Linked DNA regions of Hordeum vulgare: region 1 is linked to region 2. A link is a contact called in public Hi-C data. All regions are on one chromosome and are shown on one strand. Each heading gives the region's core, a stretch centred on a gene start, on an enhancer-like site or on the middle of the called end of the contact. The rest is flanking DNA. Distances are from core to core; before and after follow the strand shown. Region 1 holds the start of LOC123401080 (chlorophyll a-b binding protein 8, chloroplastic). Region 2 holds the start of LOC123401339.

What was found. A called contact is a pair of places that touch in the nucleus more often than the background predicts.
Region 1: a Hi-C map of seedling shows a contact between it and region 2, with 5 times the contacts expected there. The contact joins the promoter of LOC123401080 here to the promoter of LOC123401339 in region 2. A contact is called at or near these places in 4 of 6 Hi-C or Micro-C datasets (leaf, seedling and an unstated tissue).

What each region holds. Positions count from the first base shown.
Region 1 is chr6H:145,765,751-145,768,450 of MorexV3_pseudomolecules_assembly, reverse strand. It overlaps LOC123401080 (chlorophyll a-b binding protein 8, chloroplastic), which reads right to left and starts at 1,337. Exons shown (of 3, transcript XM_045094795.1): 1 at 1,084-1,337; 2 at 925-986; 3 at 31-827. The coding sequence starts at 1,212. The coding sequence ends at 209. LOC123401081 (dehydrodolichyl diphosphate synthase complex subunit NUS1) reads right to left here. Exons shown (of 7, transcript XM_045094797.1): 7 at 2,060-2,242. The coding sequence ends at 2,235.
Region 2 is chr6H:144,769,618-144,772,317 of MorexV3_pseudomolecules_assembly, reverse strand. It overlaps LOC123401339, which reads right to left and starts at 1,374. Exons shown (of 5, transcript XM_045095123.1): 1 at 1,187-1,374. The coding sequence starts at 1,271.

The DNA of each region.
Region 1 (2,700 bases), core at 88-2,587, 1.0 Mb before region 2:
AGCTAGCAGATGCTGCTGAACAAGTGAAGATGGTGAGAGATGCAATGCACTAATTTTCATAGCACGATATAAATATTACAAGCATGCACGCAGCACGCGTACAAATTTACATTTTACACCCACCCTCGCATATATACCGCTCGCGCGCTCACGTTTCCCACGACGACAGACGGGTACCATGCACAGGACGACGATGCTCGGATTTCGCCTAGTGGAACTTGAGGCTGGTGAGGATGTTGTTGTTGACGGGGTCGGAGAGGTGGTCGAGGAGGTTCTGGAAGGGCCCGACGCCGGTGAAGATGGCCTGCAGCGACATGCCGAGGAAGGCGAGCATGGCGAGACGGCCGTTCTTGATCTCCTTGAGCTTGAGCTCCTTCATCTCCTTCTCGCTCTTGGTGCCGAACCCGAGTGGGTTGAAGATGGGCCCGCCGGGGTAGGCGGGGTCGCCGGAGCCGCCGAGGTACTTCTCGAGACCCAGGAAGTACTGCTTCCCCATGGAACCCGGGTTGTACCAGTCCTGGAGCCGCCGGTGCTCTGCGAAGCCGATCAGTGCCATCTCGAACACGAAGAGCGTGTAGGGGTCGGCCCAGTACTGGTAGGTGCCTGCCGGCGGGATGGCGCCCGCCTGGAACCACGGGATCGCCGTCTCCGGGGGCACCAGACCCACCTTGCCCAGGGCCTCCGGGGCGATCATGCCCACCACCCCCATCATCGCCGTCCGGCCGTTGAAGATCTCGCCGTAGGCCAGCCACCTGGGCTCGATGAACCCGCCGGTGCCCTCCGGGTCGGACAGCCCCAAGGGGTCGAAGCCAAAGTCACCAGGCAGCCTGCAAGGCACAAAACCCAACACCTTCTAAGTCAGCTTCTCTTTGCCACACTGCCAACATACATACACCAGGTGTAATATGTTGCGCCGCGACTTACGTGCCGTCGAGGTAGGTGAGGGACTGCTTGGACGCGAACCACAGCTGCCTGTTGTCATTTTGCTGAAAGAGAAGAACAAAAGAGAAAGTCAGTAGCCACTCCAGCCAGCTCTAATCAGATCAGAAGAAAACATGCAGCATGGCTAGAGTCTGAACGGACCTTGGCAGGGGGGCTGGACGATGCCCTGACGACGAAGGGGGACTTCCGGGAGGAAGACGACCTGGAGAAGGAAGACTGCAGAGGCCTACCCAGCAGCTGCCTCCCAGAGAGAAGACCCTGGGCCGCCATTGTTCCTGCAAGCTCCTCCTCCTGCTGCTCCGAGAGATGAGGCAGACGCGGTGTGTGTGGTAGAGACTGAGATGAAAGTGTGTGCTCCAAAACTCACCCACTGCTACAAAAGGAGAGAGGAACGTGCGCCTGACGGCCTGAGGCTGGGCGGGGGTGGGGCCAGGGAAATCTTATTCCGATGTGAGGTGGAGCCTCAGCGGATGAGGGCATCTGTGGACCCAGTAGAAGCCCGCCATGTGGAGGGTATGCTGGGATAAGGGGGCTGCCACCTGGCTTCTCAGCAGCTGAGGCTGCGTCCATACCTGCATTCCCTTGGCTCAGATTTTCCACCACCTTGTGGACAGCACAGACAGTTGCAATTCTTGTGCCTACCTAGAGTATGCATTCCGTGAGATATGATGAGATATCATGGTTGCCCCTATGAGCCTATCATGTATCACCATCTGGATAAGGGGATCTTTGGGATTAAATCATCAAATTTCTTCAATTAATACAAATATATACTTTGGCAGTTAATATTGTGTATGGTGATACGAGACCAAACTGAATTTTCACAAGGTAAAAACAACTTGATCTCCAATTCTCCACAAAAACAATACAATCACCAAGCTGCCAGTCAGTTACATTCTGATGAAAAGATAAATATGTTGGATGAGGTTTGTACTTGTATGGTGCCTACTCGGCATTTTACGAGTTATGAAAATGCAAGGAAGGATACTAAATCTCGTCGTTAACTGAATTCTGAATAGAAAGATTAAGAAGAAAAAAAGATTCAAAATACCCAATATCTTGCTAGAACAAGATATTGGGCATTTTTGTCTTTTCTTTCTTCAAAAATTCTTATATGTTAGCAGAAAAACCTTATCCATTAATAGTGTACAGGTAACCCATTTGATCCAAACAAAAAGGAAGCACAGTGTATCCTCCAAGACTATATATTGTACTTAGTAGTTAATAAACCTTAGCCAGCCCCAGAAGTACACATTTTACATAACAAATGGGTGGCCTTCTAGTCTCCTCTCTCATTTGCCTGGTAGACAAAACGTTAGAGTCAGTTAAGGTAATCATACAATTCACTAAAAACGGACCAGCTTCTGATACTTATGCATGGAACTGTTGTTTAATCAGATTTGAAGTCCACTAATACAAGAAATTCCCATGAAAAACGTGACAGTGCAATGCCTCCAAAAATATAGATATCAGAACTTGGTATGCCTAAGGTTGGGTGTGTTTGCTTTATGCTTAAGGTTGCCCTGCCAAAAATTGACTCGCTAGTCACAAAAATTGCTGAGATTTTGCTTGCCCATGTGTTCGCCAACACTGGCTAAAAACTGAACTAGAATTGGCAAAGGAGCATTGGCATGCCAAAAAGTAGGTAATATCCCAATCCAAAAATAGATAAAAGAATTCTCATGGGCAAACAATGTATATGGTACTTTGGTCACAACATCCAAATCTTACACTTAGGGACATGTAATCAACCATACA
Region 2 (2,700 bases), core at 125-2,624:
GTTTATTTATAAAAAATATGCACCGTATGCTGGGAAAAAATATATTATCGCAGAATTGTGTACCAGCGCTATACGCTACTCAAAGCACAAGTTGGGGCTTTTCTTTACCTCCATTTAGGTTAGTCAAACATGCTGATGGTACGCTAGATACAGTACTAATTAATGATGTCAACTCTCGTACAACGTCCACACTAATTGCCATGGCTGCTGTCCACCAGACGGAGACGACCGAGACTTGTTGCCCGCAAATGGATTTTTCATACGCAAAAAAAAAAAAAAGAGTCTCGTTATACGGTGCTCGTGCTCGGTGCAGAAGTCAGCGGTTCGCAGAAAGAAACAGAGAAACAAGACAATCACATCGATTCAAAGCCCGGGCTTATCTACAGCTGATCAACAGTTGCACGAAGTTTACTGTTTATCCCGTGGCTCATCTGGGCTGAACGCACAGTGACGACAGAACGCTCGTGAAGAAGTCCGACAAGTATATTTCGTGCATGCCGCAAATCACGCGATGCTCTTGCCAAAATTTGGAAGGCTGGTCACAATGGAGAGTAACATAAGGTAGGAACCTACACGTTTTCCTAGACTATGTTTCTACCTCCACAATAGGGAGTAACATGTATGTAGTGTCATGCAACAATGCATTTATTAGGCTATAGACTCATTGTTTCTTGGAGTGTGTGATGTTTCGGTAACTTAGCTAGTTACCACAAGCACCTCTCTCTTCACTAAATACGTGCCACATAAGCAAAGTTGTATTGGAGTGTGTGATGTTACTGCTAAGTTCCTCCCCATTGTGACCAGCCGAAGCACGCAGAGCATCGAGATAGCCGCCCAAAGTGAACGAAAAGACAATTTGGCCACCGCTGTGCAGACAAATTGCCTCGACCTAATACTACCTCGTGTCTACCTGTCGCGGGGAAGATCTCGAGGCGCGAACGGCAGGAAATACGAACACGGCAAAGAACTACGCGGCGTGGCACGAGCCTCTTGAACAGCGAGGTGCAACGTCGACAAGAAATAAGTGGAAGAGTCGGAGATGGCATGGCGACCGTGGTACTCAGGCGTCGGATTTCTGGGAAGGAAACCGATGACCACATCCGCAGGCGAGACCGTCACGAACTGATCATGATCCAGTACAAGCGAGCGAGAGAAGAGAGAAGAGGGAAGGCGGTCAGGTACATACCGGAGCCGCCGGGAGCGGCCGGAGGCGGCGGGGCTTTCGTGCCGTTGGCGGAGGCGGACGACGGCTTCCCGCCCGGCCCTGCCATGGCAAGAAGAGGCGCGCCAAGTGCAGGCGAGGCAGAGCGAAGCAACTAGAACGACGACGGCTCGGCGCGCTGGATCGGATGTGCGCAGCTGATGCACGAGAGCGGCGTGCGCGCTAGTATTATATAGAGCAGCCGGCATGGGCGCATGGCCGCTGTCCCGTTGCCGCGCAAGTCACACGAGCCCGCTGTCTTCGTCCAGTGTTTTTTCTTTTTCTGTTTGACGGTGGTGGTTCGCCCAGGGTATGCGGAGGGAGACCGACCCCTCGCACTCGATGGACCAATTCGCAACCAGGCTTCTACGGGTCGACGCCGTGGAACGGTGAAAAAGCGCGGCGTGGACCGGTTCGCCGGATTTTTGCATCAGCCGCCTCCGCGGGGGTTCAACTGCGTGCTGTGCCCGACGAACACATGCGCGCGGACTAGCTGCCGCTGCTATTGACAAGAGCTTCGTGCCCTATTAAGCTTTTTTTTTTGCATGGAAGCTTAGAGCAACTCCAACCGCTCACTCTATTCATTATTTGTTCGTTTAAATCAGCATGTTTAAATCAGCATGTCCGTTTCATTTTGCAAATGGGTCTACCGTACATTCAACAGACATTTTAAAAGATATCCAACTTCCATCACTGCTCCTATTAGTTGGACTAAGATCTTCTCTATGTCTTCGTTGTTGATTTATGATTCTTGAGCTTAACAATGTCTTTCTTCTTTGATGCTAAAGAATTAGACATTGCTTTCCCTTTGGTCTCTTCTTTAGTCTCATCTATAGCTTTAATTCTAGATCGAAGTGCACGAACATCTAGCAAATTTCGTGAGATCTATAGATCTCTATATTTTTCTTTCCAGTATAAAAAATTGCATCCATCCTACGCACAATATTGAGCAAATAAGCTACGGAAATCGCACCCCGTCGTTTGTGCACTTCACGAACACCCAACCGGGATGTTCTGGCATCCAAGAAACGTGTCGGACGACCTGCAATCGGCAGTCATCGCACTTTATGAACGACAGTAGTGAGCCGTCAAGCTTTTGGGCCAGCGCCAAGCCAGGGCGACGACCGTCCGTTGCCTTGCCGGCGAACCTGCGACTCGTCAGACCCGAGCGGCTAGAGGCGGATGTGCGCCCGCATGCGGCATCATGCCTAGGCCTGGTGGACTGACACCCAGCTAGTCCATGGCAATAACAGTCTGTCGGCCACCGGATTCGGCAAATCCCGTCGACAGGATGCGTAAAATTTCGCCACCGCTGTCGCAGATCCACCACTAGGCCTCTCACATCGGGACGAAGGAGGCACCCCGCCGGTGAATTTGCTGCTGGAGAGCTAGGGTGGCCTGGAGAAAATGGGGTCGTCGGCCTAGGGTTTGTGTGCTTGCGGGCGACGGATGGGGGAAGGGGATAAGAAGGAGAGACTGTAACTTCGACTGGCGGGCGA